Regions from separate parts of the Gasterosteus aculeatus genome. Here region 1 is linked to region 2. The links are chromatin contacts, called in public Hi-C maps. All regions are on one chromosome and are shown on one strand. Each heading gives the region's core, a stretch centred on a gene start, on an enhancer-like site or on the middle of the called end of the contact. The rest is flanking DNA. Distances are from core to core; before and after follow the strand shown.

What was found. A called contact is a pair of places that touch in the nucleus more often than the background predicts.
Region 1: a Hi-C map of skeletal muscle shows a contact between it and region 2, with 3 times the contacts expected there. The contact joins the promoter of rabac1 here to the enhancer-like site in region 2. A contact is called at or near these places in 3 of 6 Hi-C or Micro-C datasets (skeletal muscle and tail fin).

The regions. Positions count from the first base shown.
Region 1 is chr20:8,813,768-8,820,442 of fGasAcu3.hap1.1, forward strand. It overlaps rabac1 (Rab acceptor 1 (prenylated)), which reads right to left and starts at 1,981. Exons shown (of 6, transcript XM_040165847.2): 1 at 1,858-1,981; 2 at 896-1,031; 3 at 583-795; 4 at 245-342. The coding sequence starts at 1,017. dedd1 (death effector domain-containing 1) reads left to right here and starts at 2,163. Exons shown (of 7, transcript XM_040165814.2): 1 at 2,163-2,337; 2 at 2,673-2,759; 3 at 2,842-2,868; 4 at 3,071-3,585; 5 at 3,716-3,841; 6 at 4,073-4,216. The coding sequence starts at 3,111.
Region 2 is chr20:8,773,342-8,781,143 of fGasAcu3.hap1.1, forward strand. It overlaps LOC120810835 (nectin-2), which reads left to right. Exons shown (of 10, transcript XM_040165775.2): 7 at 4,805-4,937; 8 at 5,070-5,124; 9 at 5,240-5,323; 10 at 6,139-7,697. The coding sequence ends at 6,345. Among protein-coding and RNA genes, the nearest start is that of LOC144389618, 5.1 kb to the right of the region's middle. Within about 2 kb of position 2,675, at least 4 of the 9 cell types and tissues checked have open chromatin away from gene starts, as enhancers often do.

The DNA.
Region 1 (6,675 bases), core at 731-3,230, 40 kb after region 2:
GAAATTGCAGTTCGACGCCCTTGATAAAATATATGCTAGCCATACACACGTGTTTTATTCATCCTTCAATAAAATTACGTTTATTTGCCTCACAAAAAATCCTAGAGACAAAAGAAGTTGTTTCAAACATTTGACCTTGTACAAACACAACGGTTCATAATAGAATTCAACACCAGGTATTTAAAGAGTACACTATATTTGAGAGGTACACAATGATAATGAATTGTAAGGCAGCTTTACTCACCCAGGACAACCAGTTTGGACTCCTGGGACTTGAGGTGAATTATGTAGAAGGCACCAGCAAACACCGCCAAGGCAATCAGTAGCATGGGAGAGCTGATACTGAGAGGAAGAAATAACAACAGAACAATCAATTTGGTTTTACCAACTGCAGCGGTTCCACTTTCAACGTTTTAATAATCGTATTTGTTTGAAATATTTTGTTCCCTCTTCTAATAAACCGAGTGGAAAAACTCCCCCAAGAACGATTCAAAGTGTATTGGTGCGGACTTTGTGGGCAGCAGGAAGAGAAAATACTCCGGCTTTCAAGCAAACACAAATGTTTCTCTTTGTTGGCCTCACATGCAGTAGAGGATAAGACCCATGAAGATGAAGGTGTAGTTGCTGTTGAACGTGTCCACGTTTTTCACCACCCGCTGGCACAACTCTCCAAAGTTGCGGGGTTTTGAAAACTTGCGTTGGTCCACAAAGCTGGCCCACGGTCGGATGGACACCCGACGCCTGTCAATCCACTCTTTAGCCGTACTGACTGAGAGGCCTTTGGGGAGCCAGAGCCTAGGAAAGAAGTGTTGAAAAATGACGAGAGTGTAAGTATGCCGTTATATATCACTTGAGGGATTATTTCATATGATTGGTCTGCCTTGCAGGTCCTCACCGCGCCAAGATCCCAGCTCCCCCTGCACCAGTTGGATGAGCATCCTCAGCGCTGAACAGATCTCCAGCCTTACTGTCCATATCTACGAGACAGTTCTCCCCTGCTGGCGCTCCAGATGGCATCTACAGAGTGGCTGCTGCAAGGCAATATGAAAAAACTAAATTAATACGATTTCATTAGTGTTTATTGTCCAAAAGTCATTTCCCAATCTAGATCCTTTAAAAACAAGATGAGCACTACTGCTGACACCCGTACGGCATTATTCAGATCACGTACAAATCAGATATAAACTCATCAACTACGGTCATTTTAAAAATGGACGATAATAGCTCCAAACGGGTGAAGAGATGATTGCTTAATAAGTTGAAATCTGTATTGATGAGTTATTTAATCTCCGTTTGGTGAAGTTGCAATTGTTAGTAAAGTAACAAATTGAGTGCCACAATATTTCAGAGGAAAAGTACAAATCGGACACTAAATCTAACAACAACAAACTAAATTAGCAAGTGTGAATAGTTTGTTTAAAGCGGCAGTTGTACGGAACGCCACATCCGTGCCGAATAACAACTAAGGTAGTTAACTTAAGTTTAGTTACAGTGTTGGACGTCACTAACTAGGTGGAAGACTGTTGTCATCAAAGGGTTTGGCCACTGCCACGTCGCTACACAAAGCACACAATAAGAATGAAAGACAATTTAATTATTCCTCTATGAAGTAACTTGGACAGTTATTAAAACTTCATACAATGTAACTTATAGCTTAAAAAACGGTGAGTGTTTAAGACAAATGGGAAGGTTGCGTTGAGAAGAGCACAGCTAGCATTCTCTGCTAACATTTCCACCCGCACAGGACCGGTGGTCACGTGGTTCACGTCGCGTGACGTTTTCACACGAATACAGAAACCGACCTGTTTGAACGTGGAAACTCCGTAATCGTGAAACCTCTTAAACTCGCATACTCACGGCAGGACTTCGGTAGGAGCGATCCGAACCTTTTGTTGTGTGTGGTTTACGGATGTGATGTGGATATTATTTCACTTCCTGCTGTCTACACGTGAAACATCGCCACCTAGTGACCGCAGCAGGGACTTCCGTTCCCTTTTGGGGGGAGGGGGATGGAAATATGTTCGATGGACCGTTTGTATTCATTTCATATGCGTTAATGGAAACTAATATGTGGCACAGCTGTGACAATACAATCAATTCAGCAGAATTGAGATCGGCTGAGTTTTTTTCAGTGGCGCTGCTAACGAGCAGCTAGCGAACGAATCTGACCGCAGATCAATGCAGTGAAAACGTGATCTGACGTCATCTACCAGACGGAGAGCTGTGATTGGTCAGTCTCTCTGTGTTATTGTGCTACTGTCAGTTCTGCACGGTGCTGTGGGAGTTGTCGGGCCGACCAACCTCAATCGACCCCATATAGCTCTAATAAGGATGAGCGTGAGTTTGAAGGTGTATTGTAGTCTTTCAATCTTGCTTTCAGATGCATTGTGCGCGTGTATACCCGTTTGTATGGACGTTGTCATATCCGATTAGGGCCCGTCGTGTGTAGCTAACGTTAGCTAACAAAGTTTCTAGCCAGGAAGTAACGTTAATATCGGCTGATATAACGGTTCATTTCTTAACGTTTCTTCGGATAGTGAACGTGAACACCTTTTGCATGTATTTTTTATATGTGAATAAACCAGGTGTATTTATTTAGCATTTGGTAATTTAGCTAAACAATTCCTTGAAGGGATTTTTTTTTTCTTTTTGCTTATGTTGTTTTTCCACAGAGCGACGTGATGACGTAACGCAAGGTGGTAATTTGCTCCGACGCTCGTTGCTGCCCGAAGAAACGCCGAGTCCCCCTGACTGCTTTAGTAAGACTTTCTTCGAAACGACGACGACAACAACAACAAAGCACATTCACATCTGACTTAAATTTTCATTGCATGTTCCAAGACGGCGTCGAGCTGACCTCGAAAACAGGTAGGACCGTTGTGTCTCCCACTAAAACAGCGTGCATGGCGCTGACATGTTGCTTTAAGCTTGCAAAGAGCAGACGGCTGACATGTATATATACACACACACACACCTTTCTGAACTCTACAGTTGGAGAAATCAAGTGTTACCTGTCAAATGACCTTTTTCTTTGTGTGTCTGTTTTTTGTTTTTTTTGTTTCCTGAAAAGTTTGACACAGGCGGGGAAGTGAGGGGCTGTAGGCAGACCCATGGCTGCCGTGCATCACCCGGGGTGCCCCCTCAGGGACTCGCTTTACTGGGATGAAACCGAATGTGTAAACTACTACGGGATGTTGTCTCTCCACGAGGTCTATGAAGTAGTTGGTTGTCAGCTGACAGAAACTGACGTCGAAGTGTTGTCATTCCTCCTGGATGAAACGTGTCCCGCAACACACCCTCTCGACCCAGCAGATTGGACAGTGAAGCCCTGCGGAGGCGATCCAGGTGACTCGGGTGTTGCCCCGAGTACCGAGCTTCTAAAGGCCTGGAGGCGGTTAAAACCTCGGGGCTCCCAGCATCCCTTAGCGCCCTCGTACAAGCCCAAGAGTGGCCTCGAGCTGTTGTTGGAGCTGGACAGGCGGGGATACCTCAGTGATGGCAACCTGGAGCCACTATTGCAACTACTCCGAGTGCTCACTCGCCATGACTTGCTGCCTTTAGTGTCCCACAAGAAAAGGAGGACAGGTGAGGATGAAAGACGTGGGCTCGTTATCAGGTTTGAGCCTCTCTCTACCGAGAACGTGACAAAAATAGCCGCATTCCTGTCCTAATAATCACCGCCTGTTCATTACTAACACATGTTTCTGTTTTTCAGTATCTCCAGACAGAATTAGACAGAGGCACAGAATAGACCGCCAGTTGGCGTGCCCTTCTGGTATGCAGCACAGCTACAGACAGGCGGAAATGCCTCTTCCATATTTCGCGCAGCAGTTGAGAACTGGTATGTGCATTGTAGAATGTTATTTAGGCTACAGTGTTTGCTGTTTTTAATCAGGACAGAGTGGCCAAAGCAGCAAGTAGCATTCCTTACAGCAAGTAACATTTCGAACTTGATCTTGAAGCCAGTACCTGTTTTTTTTTGGTGATGAGACACTGGCATCCTTTCTGATGTGGAGGTGATGTTTGTTCGCCATCCGAATAGCGCCAACTAATTCCATGCATGTTCTATCAGGGATCTACCCTCCTCTGCCTGGGCCACCTGGGAGGAAGAGGAGGAAGAAGAGGGGAAACGGCTGGAGCCGTAAGCCCAGGAAAACAAGCCGACCGGGCCCGCCTCCGCCTCCGCCTCCACCTCCACCCCACAAAGCCTTCTGCAGTAAGTGAACCTCCTTCATTTGTCACCTGTCTCCTTTTTTAGCTTTTTTTTTCTCTTAGCTTCATCCTGCCGTTTTCCCTTCCAGATCAATTAACGCCACATAAACGCCACCGTTTTGTCTCTTTTAATTCTGATGTTGTTTGTCTACGCTGAACCTCAGCTTGAGTTGAGGAGTTTTTTACCATTTCTTTCTTTTTTTTTACTTCAAAAGAACAACACCAAACTCTATAATCCACTTGGCCTTAGATGCCGGCTAGCTTGTTATCGGCCATACTAACATAATATCTGGTGTCTGGCATTAAAAAGTCAACACCGTGTTCACCGTCAACACAGAGAGTCCAGAGCTTTGTCTGATTCCCAACTTCAGATCAAATACATTCCCAACAAAAGAAATCGCTTGATTAAACTTTTCACTTGACGTGTCTTTTCACTCTCAAACGGTTCCACTTGGTATTTTCTTTGCCACACTCTACACTTCCCTCCTTAACTGTCCCCATTAAACAACATCAGAAGGGGGGAGTTTGTCGTCCTCTGCATTTCTCCATTCTTACATCCTTTCTTTAACCCCATTGGCTCATTTTCTGCTGCTGCTCTTGAGTTTGTCCAGTCGCTACTACATGCAACCCGTGTTTGGCTTTCTCGCTGAGCTTTGATACAAAGTTGGTCCCGAGACTACTGTCAAACCTCCCATTTACTCCTGAAAGAGTAATCTTTTGTGTAGTCGTTGGAAACGATCTAACCCTTCTGGAAGGCTTCACCATGTACTCCATTCTCAATGTCCTTTCCCCGTTTCAACTATTGCCTGCCTTGTAAACCAACCAATGCTCGAACTCTCTCAACACAATACGATTCAGATAAAACTGACATCAGTTGCCTTTGTGTGACGTTTCGCCTAAGTCATGTTCATGCAGGCCTTCTCAAACAATTGCCTCGAACTCGAAGAAATGCATACTAGAGCAAAGGGCCGATGACTCTGTAAACCCACCACGGTGAGCGCGGCCGCCGTTAGCTGTGCGTGATGTGCCTGTGTGACGATGAACATGTTGCTGTCTTGACTCCACATTTGATTCCACCAGGTTGTCTCAGGATTGTGACTCAGGTCGAGTAACCTAAGACTCAATGGATCATGGAAACAGAGGGGGAGAGACTGAGGAACAAAACAAAACAAAAAAGTCCGTGCCTCCTCTCGGTCCGTAGACACTGCGGTGTGCGCGATCGTCTCAGTCGTGCGCTCGCTCACGAGTCTGGGCCGATGCCTAAAAGGTAAAAGAGGCTCTCCCGCCCTTGTTACAACAGGGGAGGGTGCTGCCAATTTGCTCTTTATGCGTGTGGTTCATGATCAAGCTGCTCCCTACCCCATTCCCCCCCATCCCCCATCCCCCCTCAGGCATCCTAATGCAATCATCCTGTAATGTTTAGTGTTGTGCACTGTGGATGATTCCTGATCTATTTCTGACAAGGGTTGTTGGTGTCAGTGTCTCACAGAAACAGGCGGTCCTCAGCAGTAAGCCGTAGATATTCTGTTCCCCTGACGTCTTCTGCTCATTTCCCAATGAAAATCTGGAGACGGCGCCAAAGTTCATTGAATCTCACTAAAACCACAATAACGGCAACATATGTAGTTAAAGTCCTGTGTTAAATTCCCTGGTTTTCTATACGCATATGAGAACTTGACACAATTTCACAAACATGTCCGACTGATCCAGTGTCTTGGCCGGGCGGTTTATCGACGTCTTAGTTTCAGTTAACAAAATGAACACTGATATTATGATATTATTGTTACAGTGTTCTTCAATATTGATAAGTTATCTTGAATGTGATGTATGTTCTGATTTAACTTCATTGTTTGGGTCTTTGTGCGGGGGAATAAATTAATACTTTTAGAGTAATTCAAAGCAATAAAGTCCAGTTAATATCCCGCAAAAACAAACTAAAAATATGTTGGACATGTTTGTGAAAGTGACACTTTTCTGCCTCTGGTGGGAAACCTTTTTCGGGCCATCTTTTCGCTCTCAGACCTTCGCCTTCGCAGGTGGCTGTAAGCATCCGCCTTAAGATTCGATCAACTCAATTAATTTGGGCTAACGAACTTCATGCCAGCTCTGGAGTATCGAGTTCAGAGACAAATGCTTATTTTTGCACGGATACCTTCATGAGGACCGGCCCCCTATTCCATTCCAGAGAATCTAAAATGCCTGCCAACAGACAATAACCCAACGGTGTTCTGCTGAAGGAAGCTTCTGCTGCGTCTTACCTCTGCGCCCCGTGTGAGCTCTGGGTGTGCGATTTGTCGAAGAGGAGCAGAGCTAGTCGCCGGCCCTTTTGCTTTTTAACACTCCTCAAATACTCTTTTCTTGTCATGAATCATCTCTCGGATCATTTTCAGTGAAGTGTGTCTCTATTACATTCAGACCTCTGCTGTTCCAAAATGCCCGTAAGGTGTTTGTGCCCCTCAGCTC
Region 2 (7,802 bases), core at 1,425-3,924:
TGTAGCAGGTCTTCAACTGCCATAAAATGAATGTCAGAGGTATCTACGGCACTCTGTAGCCCTCGCATTGATTGTGAATAATTTAAGACGTGTGTGTGTGTGTGTGTGTAACCAGATTTTCAAACGGTTTTCAGTAATTCCTCTTTCCTTCCTTTGTTCGGTTCCAGCCATTCTGTGCATCTATCTAGCCAGTTGATTGTCTGGTTACTAGATTGCCGGAGATGCTCGGCAGATGTGCGCCGAGCTGAATGGATGAGTCGATAGATGGATACGGTGTTTGTTTTACCAACTTAACCTTAGAATCTAAAGGGTAGGATTCCTCTTTTCTCTTAGTGAGCAATGAGATTACATGTACTGTTCTTTATCTTAATCTCTTTCAGAGGCCATCAATTTGTCCGGTCCTAATCTCATCTCCAGGCACTCTGCTGTGGCCGTGCTAGTGTCTTTCTGGTCGCACTGCAAGTCGCGTCTCAGTCTGTTGGCACTTCAGCTGAAACCAGTCCGTCTCATTATGGTCCAACTTGCATTCAGGGCAAGCTTTTGCTGAAACTTGCCAGTTACCACGGACGTCTTAAAACAACAACAAAGGATAACTTTAGCGGATAATAAAAGGGAATACCAAATCAAATGGTTGCTCCTTCAAAGACGTTGATGTGGAGTGATCAAACGCTGTGGGTTTATATGATTAAATAGTCAGTTTGCTAAAAAAGCGTACTGGAAAAAGAAGTGTGGGAGGGAGAAAAAAGAGGAGTGGACATGCTGCACAATTCATTTGAGTTTGACTGAAAACTGAAACTCAACTTTTTCTCCGGTGAATCAACGTCACCTTGGAAGAGCTGAACAGATTTCTGATTTTCACGGTTGTTGTTTGCCAGGAGATTTGGCAATCGTAAAAAAAAAACTTCTGTGTGCAGACCGATTTGTGGAAGAGGTCAGGGAGGGTAATAAAAACAGGCTTATCTCTACTTGTTAGGTACAGGAGATAAGAGATGTAGAGGGAGACGCTTCAGATTTGCGCCGTCGTATTACTGGACCAAACAAGCGAATCCCAAATTACACCGGCGATGGAGCGGGATGATGGGAGTGAAGGAGGGAGGGAGGGAGGGAGGGATGGGTGGACGGCAGAAGAGCGGAGATAAAAGCCCGGCGTGTGCAGGGATGCTGAGGATAGAACAGCATGCTAACCTTAATCCCCTCAGGGAGAGGCATAAACACACAGGAAGAGAGGACATGGGATTGAGTGGTAAAGAGAGGGATGTGAGATCTTCGTCCTGCCGCTCTCCTCTTCATCTCCTCGGTGTGGGATCAGTCAGTTGCAGGCAGCAGCTGGGAAATCTCTCTGCTCATCTAAAAGCCAGCGTCTTAATCACAGCCGCCATCCCGCTTGGCGCTCTCTGCTCCCGCCTTCTTCTCCTCTTCCCACCTCCTTCAGCCTCAATGTCACTGGCTGTTTCGGTCCACGTCATCTTGACTCACCTCGTCTACCAGCGTGTCGTCTTTTGGAGGACTCATCTTCATTGCAGCATTCCGCTCAGTGATCCGTATGTGGCAAGTTTTTCATGGACTCACGATTCTGTCTCCTCATTTGACTCCCTCCGCCCTTCTGCTAAAAGTATTTTGAGAACGAATCTTTTTGGAGAAACTTTGACCACAGACTGCTCAGCGCTCAACCTCCTGAAGCTCCAGAGATTCTGGTGGTATTTTCAACTTGCTTAAGTGAGCCTGCGATAATTTTCATTTCAGCCAACCAACCAACCAACCAGGCGCATCTCCTCTTCCTTCACTCCCCCGCCATCCTCCTCCTCTCTGTGGCCCCGGGGAGAATGGTTGACCGGCCTGGGCGGGCAGGCTGTGGTGCGCAATGGAGAGCTCACACACAAGAAGGGATAAGTGTTTATCAAACTAGATGGTCACTGCATCGATCGCCTTACAGAAAATCAGCTGACCTTTTAACTGCGCCTGAATCGTGGCCCTTTTGCTCATTGACCAGTAAAGAAAACACAGTCAGTTGGAATACGACTCCTTCCTGTAGAGCTGATGTTGTTTTGTGTGTGCTGTTGTTATGCTGTCTGTTGTATTTTAATATTTATGTAAATACATATTTTTGTATGCATGTGAGGTTTGTGTGGAAAGGACTGCAGGCCGGTGTGTTAGTGTAAATATGTCAGAGTGAGCGAGCAGAGGATACTTCTAAATACAAGGTCTCAAGTGCTTGTAAATGAGGTTGCATTTTTCTAAGGTCTATGGCTTTAATGTGCTCTTTATGTGTGAGTGTGTGGTTGTTCGTCCTTGGCAAGGAGCTGCAGGGATTCTCACACACACTCGCGCTGTCTGAGCTGTTTCACGAGCGCACTGCATGGCTGGTGTCCATGGTCTCAACACCGGGGGCCCGCTCTCGAGTCAAGTCGCTCACACACGAGCGCCGCACCGCGGCCCCTAAAATGCTCCTTTTTTTTCCTGCTGATCCCTTTCTTTCCTATCAGAGGTCATTCAGCTTTCCACCTGAAACCTGCTGAGTGAAAAGGACTTTGGTCGGACGCCTGTGAGATAAGAGGGGAGGCGAGGGAGGTGCCCGATGGCGTCTTCAAAGAATTCCCATGAGTCAAAATAGAGGAGTGAGCGTTTGCGACGATAAACAGACACGACACTGGAATGAGGAAGAGTATCGCAAACCACACAGGAAAGACCAGTCATCTATAGCGTTTGGAACGAATGGGCCCTGTGGCTGGGCAGCGTTTCGGTTCTAAAGAAACACAGCACCATCATGTGGCGGATGGTGTCGTAACATGTGACGTCTTGAATGCGAGCTTTTAGTTGAAACAGTTTCCAATCGTCACATCCAGGCTGGATGTTTTGAAGGTGTGTGCTGTGGAGGCACCAAGGCCTTTTATCCGTCCCCCTTCATGCCCGTTTGATTATGTGTAAAACACTTGAACAAGCGTTACTTTGAAGACAACTTCGTCACAATCTTTAGTTAGTATTTTAAATACTTTGTTCTTGTAGTCTTTTTTTTTTTTTTTTTTAATGGGTGAGTTGAAACAAAATTGTTATCGCGCTCATTGTTCAACAGACTTTTTGACAGTTGCAAGAATAATTTGTTTCAATTCCTGCTTCTTTTCCTCTCCAAAGAAATATCTGCTGGTCGTCCTCTTTATTACAATAAAAATAAACCATTAAAGGCATTTTTGCTTTGTTTGATTTAATATATTATGGTTGATTATTATCACTGATCTGTTGCATGTTATAATGCCAAAAAGTATACTGCGTCCTTCATAATGAATTGAAGTAAGCACAAAATACAAAAAAGATTTTTCTTTTTTCAATGAGGGCTCCACATGGTTTTGTGCTGGAGGGAGAAAACAATGGGAAGCTTATTTGTACCCCCAGAATAAATCCAAACAACCCAATTAACGCTCCACCCCATGAGAATATGATTTTCTGATTGTTATATTCAGGGAGCCCCATCGTGTCATCATTAAAGAATTGGAAGGCTTAGTGATTATTGTGACTTAGTGGGTGTTTGCTATCCACGGTTCAGAGCCACTTTGATTTATTTTTAAATGTCATACCTTTTTATTTTCCATTCTCCTTTATGTTCGCTTCTAAATGAGTGTTTATAAAGTGTATTGTGTAGTTGGTTCACAGAGAGCTCCAAACATACGCCTTATGAATTACTTGGCACAATAACAAGCCGGCGCGGGAGGAAAAAGAAGGGCGGCGAGGGTCAGCTGTGAAGTAGGTGCTTTGGTTGTAATGAGCGACAAAGAAAGAGATGATCATCGGGAGACTTTTGCATGCGCAGAGGAATTCTCCTCATTTTCAGGAGATTGTCAAAGTAGTCTATTGTTGGAGGAGAATTGTAATTAGGGGACCAATAACATTCAATCACAACCCTCCCAATTACTAGGACCAGGGTTTGTTCTCATGAAATGAGCTTCAGATCCTCTCTGCCCTTTAACACCCCCTCATTAGCATAATCCCCAGGGACTTGGGTTGGGGGGGGGGGGTGGATAATGAGCCGGGTCGTGCCTTCAGTAAACACACGGGTGTGCGTGCGTGTGTATCTGTTCATGTTCAGTGTGGTCATGGTTCATTAGTGGAACCTCTGCATGATTCCTCTGGTTCATCTTAATCAGCCGTGTGACTCGGTGCTTTAATCAGCAGCCTTTCTTCACCTCACAGGCGCCGTGTCGTATGTGGCCGCACACGCACACAATTACTCATTCTCCTCTCTTCTCTTTTCTCTACTTCCCACATCTAAGGGTCTGACGATCTGGAGTAACTTCAATAGTCATAAATGCAGTCTTGCATTATATGGTTAATATGAATTATACTGGTAATGATGGTAATGCAGTGTTTCCTCTAGGTTTACAACTTCAGGGGGGGGTAGTCGGGCAAACGGTTCAGCTGGACGGGGGGGTTTGGGGGTCAGTCTGGTGGTCTCAAGATTCATTTCCTTTGGCATTCCCATCACGGGACTTTCCTATTGTTCCTCTTTGGAGGACTACTTTTTGCTAAGCTAAGATATGTGGGTGGTATCACATCTTCTTTCTAAACCCGAAAGCAAAGTGCATTTCCTCAATTGAATCTGAACAGAGTTCATGAATACATACAAGTGAAGAGGTGCTCATGGTTTTATTTTGAGGCTCGCGGGGCCAAAATGTTGCAAACCATTGCGTTGTATAAAATGATACACGGCCTGAAACGAACTGCTGTGTTGTGTAACGGACCGACGCGGTGTGTAGTGTGAGTCCACTTGTGATCTCGTCTCAAGGTATTTTCCCTCCTTGTCTTGCGTTTCAAGGTACTCGTCTTCCAGAGAAGGGTGCGACGACGGGCAGCATCATAGGAGCCATCATCGGAGTCATTATCCTCCTGGCCATCATCGGGACCGCCATAGCGATGTACCGCAAACACAGTAACAAACTGAGCAGAGGGTGAGTGTCTGTGGCCGATGACCACGGTTCACTTCACTGGATTTTTTTGTTTGGTATTTTCAAACTGCTCAATGCCGCACGTCTCATGTTTCTGGAACTCACAGCTTTGTTTGTTTGTTGTTGTTGTTTCAGTGGTCCACCCAAGTACAAGCCCCCTCCCCCCAAAACGACCAACTCCGCTGCCAGAGTGAGTCACCGTGCACTTTATTAACAAGGCCATTGTGTCGGGCACTTTGTAAAGTTAACGTGTTTAATTAAATATCCTCAAATATTCAGTCCGATTTCTTTTACATCCTCTGCAGCTAATCAGAAGTGCCGACCCGGTGGCCGAGAACAGACCCCTGCAGGACCAATACTACAACAGCCAGAGTGCAGAGCCAGTCACGGTAATGCAGCCTGTTGATTGAAGACGCAGAGCTGACATACTCAACTACTGTAGCTCAAATAAATATTATCAATCGTCAATCCAGGTTTTTTCTAACTTTTTATCAAGGTGGGGTCTGAGATTTTTTACGTTTTTATATTATTTTTTTCAATAATGAAACCATTGTCAACCCTAGTGGATCCATCAATGTTATTGCATATTGTGCAACCAGACCTTGTAAAGCACCAGTACGCTGAATTTACGTCCAAAGTATACTGACCCATGCTAACAAATATCATGCAGTATTTAGTTTACTTTCTTTGTTGCATAATGTACAATGGTAATAATCTCTCTAGCGTTTCATTCTGAAAGTTGGGTTTACGGAGTTAAAAAAAATTCATGTTGCAGAAATAACTTTTTAACTTTTTGTGAATTCTCGTAAAATTAAACATGTGCATTTTGCAGTTTCGATATCGATATAGAATAAAAAATGGAGAATTATGGACGAGTCTCCTTGTCTTCATAGCAGAATGTCTCAGATTGACAGTAACTGAAAACAGGCTAATCTCAGACACTGCGTGCGTGCGTGCGTGCGTGCGTGTGTGTGTGTGTGACAACCGCAGCAGTGTTGCACTTGATTAGCTCAAGGACAGAGCCCGAGGAGGACTGATAATAGTGGTCCACCAATTAGTCTTTGCCAGTTCACAAGGTTTCTTTCTCAAGGAGAGTTCTGCAGAAAATATATCATAACTTTTATGTTCTAGTCTTCCAGAAACTGATAAAACGGAATCTTGGCGGATTTCATCACCCGTTTACTTTTTTTCTTTTTGCTGGCAGGACCTGGATGCCCACCATGACACTGATGATTACAGTGGAGTTGACATGGAGCATTATCACGCTGCTGCCCCCTCTGGCTGGGACGATCCCGGAAACAATGAGGTCCCGCCTCCTTACGTGGGCTCAGACAGCAACACCCAGGACTATCATCAAGGCCCCAATGTGAGCCGCGGCGAAAGCTTTGTGTCGCCCGCCATGTTTGTGTGAGAAAACACAGAGCTGTGTGTGTCTCTTTGTGTAAAATATGTGTGCATTTGAGTGCGTGAATGAGTGTATCACTGGGCGAGTGGGGGTTTCTGAAGCCTACATGGCAAAGAGAGGGATTGAACTGTGGAAATGAGTGGATATGAATTTTAGCTTTGCCATTATGTCTGGCAAGTGGTCAGGTTACCAGTACTTTGATATAATCAGTTCAATTGTGTGTTGCTCTTTTCTAGAATTTGAACATTCCTAAAACCTGATCAGCTTGAGCCAGCAAGACACAAAATGTTCTTTATGTAACTTCTGCACGATTGTATCATACAGCAAGGGATTTAATGAGGCTGTCATTGTTAACTGTATATGAATCAAAGACGAAGTGCTGTGTTTAAATGTTACATCACGGTTGGGACACAAACCTGTTTTAAGTACAATGTCGCTGTGCAACAGCATGAGCACGTTTCAACAATGGACCGACTTGCAGTACAGAATGTGACTCTTTCCCGCACACGTAGCTTGGTGAGCAGAAACGCAGTGCGAGCACTCCCCACGTTGCGCCTGTCTAGACTTATCTGTCTGCTGTTGTTTATCTACAAACCCAGCTGGCATGAATTTGGTGTAAAACAGGTGCCCTGTGGAGAAGCTATTAGCTGGAGTTAATCGGGCGGCGCTGAGACTCTCCGACCGTGATGACATCAGGGAGTTAACTGCAGAAGAAATACTGTGTGTCAATGTTTTCTGAATCTGAATGTTGTTTTTTTGTATGTATTGTCTGGGATTTGTCTTTCTTATGAACATGAAAGGACATTTTGGTGGAAGGGAACAGAACTTCAGAGATAGTGAGTGATGGAAGGTAATTGGCTGGCAGCCCAGTTGCTGTAACATAAGATGTTTTTTTTAATGTTCTGTTTGCGTCCAGCTTTCCTTAAAGCCTTAGTCAAAACCTTCCAGATGCTCAAACTATTGGTAGCAACAGTGCTTTATATTTTGGGAAGATCTGTTACTTGAAATCTTTTTACTTTTTATATTTTTGCCTTTGTCTGCCAGCATGTACAGATGTATCAGGGTTAAAGGGTCTGGATCATGTCCATGAAATCTGTTGTAATTCATCTAGTGGAATAAATAGTTTTTGGGGGTTTCAAACGGGGGTGGACATGGTCTGCTGGTACACTGATGAAGCAGTCTGTTTTCATGGCCAGCGGTTACAACAATTGTGTTGGTGCCATGGCAACCACTTGAGAAACTTTTTTAAAAATGTTTTCTTTTACTGAAGTATGTTGATTTTAATCTGTTTTGCTCCCAATTAATTTCATTTTGAAAATCACCTTCACATTTGTTGATTCAATAAAATAAAAAAAGCATTTTGGTCGTTTTCTGAATAATTTAATGACATTTAAAAAATTGCTTCATTTTTTTCAGCTGAATGTATTTGTATTGTAATTCCCCCATTTCACCATGTGGTTGCA